2 separate regions of the Sus scrofa genome follow, and region 2 is linked to region 1. The links are chromatin contacts, called in public promoter capture Hi-C maps. All regions are on one chromosome and are shown on one strand. Each heading gives the region's core, a stretch centred on a gene start, on an enhancer-like site or on the middle of the called end of the contact. The rest is flanking DNA. Distances are from core to core; before and after follow the strand shown.

Evidence for each region. Promoter capture Hi-C pulls out the DNA fragments that hold promoters and counts their contacts.
Region 2: a contact with region 1 is called in a promoter capture Hi-C map of fetal liver, with 2.8 times the contacts expected there. The contact joins two enhancer-like sites. A contact is called at or near these places in 2 of 5 promoter capture datasets (fetal liver and liver) and 1 of 2 datasets of contacts at active chromatin or transcription factors (alveolar macrophages).

What each region holds. Positions count from the first base shown.
Region 1 is chr2:51,292,219-51,296,925 of Sscrofa11.1, forward strand. No RefSeq gene overlaps it. Among named protein-coding and RNA genes, the nearest start is that of IBA57, 18 kb to the left of the region's middle. Within about 2 kb of position 2,918, at least 2 of the 83 cell types and tissues checked have an H3K27ac peak or open chromatin away from gene starts, as enhancers often do. A contact at or near this core is called in fetal liver, where this site is marked.
Region 2 is chr2:51,700,181-51,705,175 of Sscrofa11.1, forward strand. It overlaps LOC100621538 (histone H2A type 3), which reads left to right. Exons shown (of 2, transcript XR_002341581.1): 2 at 4,307-4,644. Among named protein-coding and RNA genes, the nearest start is that of RNF187, 10 kb to the left of the region's middle. Within about 2 kb of position 2,616, at least 58 of the 83 cell types and tissues checked have an H3K27ac peak or open chromatin away from gene starts, as enhancers often do. A contact at or near this core is called in fetal liver, where this site is marked.

The DNA.
Region 1 (4,707 bases), core at 1,668-4,167:
AGGAGTTCCCACTGTGGCACAGTGGGCTAAGGATCTGGCATTTTCTCTGAGACAATGTGGGTTCAATCCCTGGCCCTGCGCAGCTGGCTGAGGATCTGGCATTGCTGCAGCTGTGGCATGGGTTGCAACTGCACTCAGATCCCATCCCTGGCCTGGAAACTTGCACATACCGTGGGTTCAGCCAAACAAGGGGAAAAAAAAAAAAAAGAATTGAGTTGAATTGGTGGACATCTGGCTGGAGTCAGAGAATTGGAGAGTTGGTTGATGCTGGAGAAGACACCACTTATTTGATGTCAAGAGGAAAAAACCCACAGAATTCCCTCTCATTAATTAGCAAATCAAGTCAACAAAAGTCAGTAAAGGCAAGATGATAATAACAGTATCAGTAAGCTTGATGTAAAGCATCTATCAACGATTGCACTCAGTGAAGAAGAGAACACATTCCTATCAAAAACACATAGAACATCTATGAAAATTTACTTTGTTTTTGGCCATAAAGTTTCCACATCTTTCAAATAATTGGTTTCGTAGACTGATGACAATTCTATTTAAAAAGATTACAGTAATAAAAAAGATAACTAAAAATCCTTCATCACTTGGAAGAAAGTTACATCTAAATACCTTATGGGTCAAAGGAAAAAAGTCATCACAGATTATCATCTAATTAGAAATAAAATGACAGTGAAAATACAACAAAATTTGGCTATGGCTGTACATGTATTAAGGATATTCATAGTTTTAGTCACATTTGAAAAGAAAAAGAACAAAAATTAAACAGCTATAACTGATTTAAGAAGTTAGCAAAAATAACATAATAGACTCAAAGAAAGTAGAAAGAAGGAAATAAGTAAAAAACTGAAAAGCAGAGGGGCAACAAAACCAAGTATTTTGAATCAACAGGGCAATGGGAGTGGGAAGAGGACTCTGGGGGCTGCAAAGGGGGCAGGGTTTGCACTCTCCCCCTGCCCAGCCTTTCTGGAAAACCCATCTTCCCACCCAACTGCTGTGTTTCTTCTCCATGCTTCCTTTCCCAGCCAATGCTGCAGGTAATTTGATTTTCCAAAAGCTCTCATTTAAAAATATATACTTCGTCCTTCCAGGTTTATTTCTCTGTAATTGAGGTCATTCCGTGTATAATATGTCAGTTTCATATCCTATATTCCCCCCCCCCCACATTTCATGAGCACTTACCCCTCTGTCATCACCATGGGTGTTTTTTTGTGGCTTCCAGTAGTTGGATATTGCTTGGTTCACCCTGACAAACATGCAGTATGTTTTCTTTGTTCTTTTTTCTCTTTTCCAGCTATGATAATTAAATTTTTTTTTATTAAAGCGTAGTTGATTTACAGTGTTGTGGGCTATGCTAATGTTTTGATACATACCTTCCAGATAAGTCTTGTGGGATGATTTCCTCTTGACTCTTTGCCTGCATTTCAGGTTTTGTGGTTCACCATGGGCATGGGGCAGGGGTTCTGACTCCCTAGTGGGTGGCACTCAGCCAGTTGTGCTGTATTCTTTACTTGACGCTGCTTCCAGGAGTATTTATAAATGAATTTGAGAAAAATTATCAAATGGAAAAGCTGAGACTGAATGGGATGGAGACCGCATTTTGAGAGGCTGGTACTGAGAGCTTGTGCCTGGAGGCTTGTGGATGCTGACTTCCATTATGTTTAGATATGCTTTCTCCAAAATTTAGTAATGAAAAAAAAATCTAACACAGAAAGTGAGAGTTTTTCCGTAAACACCCCTTGGTCATGCACAGTTTGTGATGAGCTTCTGTGCTTTTTCCTTTGGGATATCAGTTCCCCTTCCCTTCCCCTGCACCCCAGCCTGCCTTCTTTCCCTCCCTCCCTCCTTCCTTCCTCCCTCTCTCCCTCCCTTCTTTCCTTCCTTTCGCCACACCCGAGCCATTTGGAAGTTCCAAGGCTAGGGGTCGAATTGGAGCTGTAGCCACCGGCCTATGCCATAGCACTGCAGGATCCAAGCTGCATCTGTGACCTACGCTGCAGCTCACGTCAACACCGGATCCTTAACCTAATGAGCAAGGCCAGGGAACAAACCCACATCCTCATGGGTTTGTTACCACAGAGCCACAATGGGAACCCCCCACCGCCCCCTTTTTTTTGAACCCGACCTTTCTTAATTTTGGATGCATTTCCAAGTAGGTTGGCAGACCTCCGCTGCACTCATCCCTGATGTTTTCAACAATGTTGTTTTTCTTTCTTTTTTTCCCTTCAGAGGAAAACTAAGCATACAGTGAGATGCACAAATCCTGCTGCTCATAAAACACAGCTGTAGTAGCTCTCTCTTGCCCCTTTCCAGTCAGGCCCTGCACCACAGAACCTGCTCTTAAAGCTTCATGTTAGTGCAGTCACACAGTGCTGCGCTTTCAAGGGAGGCTTTTTTTTTTTTTTTTTTTTTTTTTTTTTTTGTCTTTTTGCCATTTCTTGGGCCGCTCCCGCAGCATATGGAGGTTCCCAGACTAGGGGTCTAATCAGAGCTGTAGCTGCCAGCCTACGCCAGAGCCACAGCAACGCGGGATCCAAGCTGCGTCTGCAACCTACACCACAGCTCACGGCAATGCCGGATCGTCAACCCACTGAGCAAGGGCAGGGATTGAACCCGCAACCTCATGGTTCCTAGTCGGATTCGTTAACCACTGCGCCACGACGGGAACTCTGAGGCTTTGTTTTCAGCACATTTTTGAGCCTCCCTCACAATGTATATGTCTCTGGTATAGTCCTTTTATTGCTGGGTAGTGCTGGTTGAGTGGACAGACCACAGTTAGCTTCTCTATCTCCTATCGAGGGACCCCTAGCATGTTTGCAGTTTGGGCTGTTATGAGGAAAGCAGCAGTGAGCATACAAACAATAGCTGGACCATCTGTAAAAATAGAACTCTGACCTACAACCTTTGGCCAGAGGAAACCAACCCACCATCTCCAGTAGCCAGTTCAGGAAACCATCCTGCTGTAAGTCAGACTTACAGGCTGTCAGCCTGCTATCTCTAGGAACATTCTAGGCAGCCAAACAATAACCTCTATAATTGGCAATCAGCCCCAAACCATAGGACTTGATCAATAACTGGTGCTTCCTTATTAATCCCATTTCCAACTTGGAATCAACCAGAGGAAGCCAAATATGCTCCCTGACCAGTTCCAAAGTACACCCCACTTATAGTCAGCCTCTCCAGTTCCCCAGGCCATGGCCTCTAGGACCCCGGGGACTTCCCTTTTGGTACTGGGAAGCTCTGCCACCCCTGACTACTCCTGACTACCCCTGACTGCCTTGCCTCAGTTATCTCTGAGCAGATAGCCTTTGCCCTTTTTCTTCTCTGGCAGTCTCCATTTCCATACTCAAACAAGCCTTGTGTGAACACAGGCTTTCAGCTCATCAAATCAGTACCTGGGGGTGGGCTTGTGGGGCCACAGTGGAAAGAAGCTTGAGTATAAGGAGCTGCCTGCATTCTCCCACAGTGACTGGTCCATTTTTTACACCTACCGGCAACTAGTCCATGCCAACTTTTGGTACTATTAATCTTTCTAATTTCCATTTGGAGATTGGGTGTTTACATTCCAAATATCTTCCCCCCCCCTTTGGCTTTTGTCTTTTTAGGGCTGTACCCACGGCATATGGAAGTTCCCAGACTAGGGGTCTAATCGGAGCTATTGTCACCGGCCTACGCCAGAGTCACAGCAACGTCAGATCCAAGCCTCGTCTGTGACCTGTACTACAGCTCATGGCAATGCCAGATCCTTAACCCACTGAGCGAGGACAAGGATCAAACCCTCAACCTCATGGTTCCTATGTGGATTCTTTTCCGCTGTGGGAACTCCTGTATTTCAAATATCTTGAGCAGATGCCTGGCTGTGCTGACGGGGAGCAGAAGGAGTATTCCACTCCTCAACCACCACTCTGCACCCACTCTCTGTGATCTGGGCACCAACTCAGTATCCTTGTCTTCAACCTCTTTGCAAATCATACTGATTTTGTTTGGTCACATTAGTGTTTGTGGGAAAAATGAATTATTTCTGAATAAATTTTATGCCACAGATCTCTCAAAATTAGAAGTTTATCAGGGAAGTATTGGTAGCAGGGACACTGTTGATGAAAAATCTGGAGACTTCTGAGTTCTAGTATACATTTCATTCACTCATTCATTTCACCATTTATCCACTCACTCAACCAATTATTGAGTGCCCACCGACCTTGAAAGTAAAATACAAAGTATACTGGATTACCATAGTTCTACGGTGAAGAATGAAGCAGAGAATGGAACAGGGTGTGTGTGGAGATGGGGTGAATTGGGGGATGGGCTGTCTGTGGTGGATACCAGGTAGTTGTGTGGGGGGATGGGGCGTGTGCAGAAGTGGGGTGTATTGTGGGGACTGGGCTTGTGTGAGATTGGGGCACGTGTGGCGACTAGGTGCATGTGGGGGATAGAGCAAGGTCAGGATAATTGGAGGGATGGGGCACATGTAAGGTAAGGGTACATGCAGAGACTGGGCACACTGGGGAACAGGACAGGGTAGGGTGCATGGGGAGGATGGAGAACATTAGGCGGACTGGGCGCATGAGGGGCAGAGGTCAGGCGAGTATATGTGAGGAGTGTGTCTAGACAGGACACAGTGAGTAAAGAACTTGAGCAAAGAACATCAGAATATCCTTCAAACAAGAGAGGCTAGTGTGGCTTGGGGCAGGGTTGGGA
Region 2 (4,995 bases), core at 1,366-3,865, 410 kb after region 1:
TGCTGCTGAAGTACATAATGATGCTGAAAGAAAGAAAAAAGGATCTAAATAAATAGGGGACCATACAGTGTTTGTGCCTTGGAAGACATAATGTAGCAAATATTCTAATTCTCCCCAAATTGATGGATAGGATAGGAGGATGCAGACACAGGTTAAGTAAATGTGAGGCATCTGGTCACTAAATATTTGTGATCATTAAGTATACAAGAGGCATTAAATATCCTTGATCACTACACAAAAGCCTCAAAATTTTCATGATCGTAAATGCATGAGGGACATTAAATATTCAGGATCACTAAGTATGTAGTAGGTACTAAGCATTCAGAACCCCTGAGGCACTCAGTTTTCATAAATCTTAAGCAGTCACTGCTGGGACTCTCAACAGAAGAGCATTTCCCTGTGTGGCTGCACCTGTACACCTTTGCTCAGGGCCCCTGGTGTCACTTGGACAATAAGTGAGGAGGCAAGGTGGCAGGGAACTACAAGACACACACATGTCCATGTGTGCCCAGGACCAGGTGATGCAGCTTTCCTCCTCACTGAAGCCTGTCCCAAGTTTGTCAGCTCACCCCTTCTCTTCTCCCTTACTTCTTGTGGCCTGTTTTAAATCAATTTAATCAATGGTGTAGTTTGAGTCTTCTCATGTGGTCTGTGAGCCTTTCCACAACATAGTAGTGAACTTGGAAGGCAGGTTTGCCCCTAATGTTTCCAGCTGAGAGCTGCAGGACACCACTCAGGCAGGTGACCCAGACAGGATACTTTCCATGGAACAGCTCTGTTTCTTCCCCTCACCAATGGGCACTGGGAATGACTTTCAAGCTGAACTCCTAGAGGGCGGGAGAAACTGTAGCCAACCAAGGACATGTCCAAGAATTCCAAGGACACTTGCACATTTGGAATGGCACAGCCCAGCCAGCACCACAGCTGTGCTGTACACAGGGCTCCTTGAGTCTGATAATGAGTGAACATGAACGCTGTGTGTAAAATCCCCATCACCCTCCTATTTATAACCCCCCCCCCAAATGTCACATGAGTGGTCTGAGAGAACTTTGCAGAGGTGCAGGGCCTCAAAGCCCTTGAAGGTGGTCACTTCTAGCAGGCCCAATAGTGCCTGCTGCTTCTTGCTCTCCAAGTAACAGCCCCAATCTTTCCGTGCACAGCAGGAGTCCCTCTTCCATTTACCTGAACCAGGCTTCCTTACCCGCCCTGGCTCCTCCTACCCTTTGTTTGTCTCTGTCCCTCCAAACCAGGGGTCCCACTGTCCCCAGAGCTGCAACCCAGCCCACCGCATCCCATCCCCACTCCGAAGACCTTCAAGTTTCCGCTCACGTCCTCATGGTCCTGGGCAACATGCCCCAAACCAATGGTGCTCTATTTCCGCCTAGTGTGTAAACCTCTACGGCTCTATCTTCCGTTTACTGGTCATAACCTCCACTAGATGTAAGCTCCATGAAGGCACTTTTCTCCCAAGTGCTCAGAGCTCTACAGGGCACACACAATAGGTACCAAGTGAATATATGATGAATAAAAGGAAAAAGGAAAACCAAAGGAATGCTTCTCCCTCTAGTCAGTGGAAGCAGATGATGAAATTGAACTTCGAAGGCTACACAGCCAGAGTGGGGAGGAAGTGCGCCACGCCACCGCTGGGCGCCGCCCGCTCCCTCACTGGATCCTTTTCCGTAACAGTTCTTGAGCCGGACTCCAGGTTCGGTTGACAGGATATTAACCCTGAAAAGAAAATTAGGGAACCAAGGATGAGGGATACCTCCCGCAGAGACTCTGAAGGCGCAGCCTCTTCAGAGACCGGCCCAGGAGAGAGCTGTTTTTGTTGCAACATAAAAAGGGCCAAGGGCTTAATGTTACTGAGAGCTCAGGTCGCCATTTCCCGCTACCTCCCCAGGATGCCGCGCGTTAGCTCGTGGTCCTTGGGCGTGACTGGGACGCGCTGGGCGGGGTGGTACACACGCGTAGTGACTGCAGAGACCCTCCCATGGTGCCGACCCAGCGAGGCTTGGTCTTTGGGTCCTAGGTGGCGGGACGCTGTGTGCGCTGGGGGGGTAGCGAGTGAGAGGGAGGCTCAGCAGTCCTTGGTGGGTGGTGGGTTCTGAGGAGGATCCTTGGGGACTCAGGGGCGCATGGGCTCAAGAGTGCAGAGTTATGGGATGCAGGACTGTGGGAATACAGGGGGCGCCAGGATAGAGAGGCGCAGAATTGCAGAGATACCGAAGTGAGTAAGTGGGGGATACAGGACCTTGAGGGAATGTGGCTGTTCAGGGGGCGGGAGTATATGAGCAGGAGGAATGCAGGGATGTAGGGGCTAGGGGTTGGGAGGGTACGGAGGAGGGGATTTAGGGGCTCGGGGATGGAGGCGTAAGGGCTACAGGGCCAGAGATGCAGGGGTGCAAGTGTCGGGGTGGGGGCGGGTGTGGAGATAACAGCGGTGTGGACAGCGTAGAGCGCAAGCGAAGGTCGCAGGTTTGGAGGCTCTGGCTCCAGTGGGCTGTGGTCTAGGCTCGCTGCGTAAAACAAAGCCGTTGTTGTTGCTTGGACTTGGGAACGTTTCCTGGTTGTTCAATTCAAAGGCTGTCGGCCTGACCGCATTGGTCACGCATCCGCCTTCTTGGCCTCCCGCTGCGGCCACTGTCTTGAGCCCGGTGAACTCCGCCTTGCTGCTCCTTCCCCGGCTCAGAATCTTGGAAGTTCTCCAGGTTTTGCACACTTGGTGTCATCGATTTCTCACAGGGTAACCCATTCCCTATACATAAATGCTATGGCGTATTCTTCCTGAAAGGGAAGCCTTTTCTCCTCTGTATGATGACGGTTTGGTTGTCACCGTTGTTCCTGTGCGCTCGGGAATGGAACACCCCAAATACCCTACTTAGCAACACCAGCAAAACGTGCTCTCCCCTGGCTCTCTCCAAGTGCATTTATCTCCGCCTCCTCTCTGCCTGGCATCTCCTCGATCTCTCTTCTGCGCTATGTCTCATTTTTGTTCGTTCTTTCCCGCTTAAAGGAATACACACACTTCCACATCTGAACGTTAGAAGCAGACATAGGCTTAAGACCAAATACCCATATATGTCAAAGGCTTGCTTTCTATTTTACTGAAATCTGTAAAAATGCAACACAGAATTATTTACATCTTTAATTGTCCTGTTTGTTATTGTATACGTTAACTTTTCTTTTTTTATAAACACATTCTAATTAACCATTATGACTGTTACATGATTCTCAAATTCTTAAATTTGGCCGAAAGGAGACCCTTCAAAATAAAATGGCTCTTTTCTCCTTTAAGCACAGCCCTGAGATGGTTGAAAGCATTCTTACTTTCTGACAGCAACAAGTTACTTCAGCTCCATCAAGGAATTTTGATTTGTTTTTTGTTTTGTTTTGTTTTGTGTGATGTTGTGACTTATAATACGAAGTTACATAGTTGGTCTTATTCCTGGCACAGAACTCCTAAACGCTTAGAATTTCCTGTGATGAGCACCATAAATGTGTCTTTGGTTACACTAATGAGGTGACTTTTGGAAAGTCCTTGAAGTTGGATGCTGATTACCAGGAGAAAAAAGCAAGTAATTAGAATGTTGGAATTTTTAGTTCCCCTCACCCACCCCCGGGGAGGGGAGAGGTGCTGGAGGTTAACACAATTTCCAATGGCCGAATTAGTCAATCATGCCTAATAATGGAACCTCCATAAAAACGGAAGAGGATGAGTTCAGAGAGCTTCCAGGTTGGTAAGAGTGGCATGCCCAGAGAGCACATGGAAGCTCTGTGACTCTTCCCCATACCTTGTTGCCCTGTGCACCTCTTCCATCTGGCTGTTGCTGAACTATATCCTTTAATAATAAACCAGCAGTCTAATAAGGAAGGTGTTATCACTGAGTTCTGTGAGCCTCTCTTACAAGTTAATCAAACACAAGGTACATTGGAACCTCTGATCTATAGCCAGTCAGTCAAAAGCACAGGTGACATCCTGGACTTGTGACTGGCTTCTGAAGTGAAGGCAGTGATGAAACAAAATTATTTTAGGACAGGAAAAGAAAGATTTAACATAAAAAACCTGCCAGTGTACTACCTTGATATATAACACTTTGGTGTATAACGCTTTGCCTCAAAAATTTATGTAATTGTGCTTTGACCTCTAATGGATGGAGCAGTCCTCAAAGCTTTCTAAGAGACTGTCTGCTGGGTTATAATCCTCAAGTTGGTTCAAATAAAATTTTCTATTTCTTTCTTAGATTTGACTATCGGTTAATTTTTTAAATTAATTGTGGGACTTTTATTAATTTTTTAATTAATTTAGTCTTGTAGGACTGAGCCCTTAACCTGTGGAGTCTGACATTATCTCCAGGTACATGGTGTCAAAATTGAATTAAATCTGTGGGACACTCAGTGTCTACTAAGAACTGGAGAATTGCATGGAAACCTTGACAAACACACATCAGATTTTGGTTTTTGAAGACATGGATTCATCTGGCGTTCCTGCTGTGGTGCAGTGGATTAAAACTCTGACTGCAATAGCTGGGGCCACTGTGGAGGTGGGGATTTGATCCCTGGCCTGGCACAGTGGATTAAAAAATCTGCAGCTGCAACTTGGATTCAAGCCCTGGCCTGGAACTTCCATATGCCCTAGGTGGCGCCATTAAAAAATAAAAATTTTTTTAAAAAGACATGGATGGATTCAACTATTTTTGTTGTTGTTCTTTGTACTGAAGCTGTAGATAACTTGTTTCTCTTTTTATGGAAATTAGTATTTCAGATAGAATTGAAAAGCTAGACACATACATGATGTTGGCTATAGAGGAAGGGGAACAAATGCTGCTTCTATTCTGTCCATATTTGTTGGTGTGTGGAGAGCTGAGACTCTCCATCTTGCTTCTCTTGTTCATTGTTCTGTCTTTCAATGGTATCCATCCTGTGGAGACTGATCTTCATAGTCACTGCAATCACTAGCTGTCCTCCAAAATTTCACAGGACTTTGTCTCTGTAGGG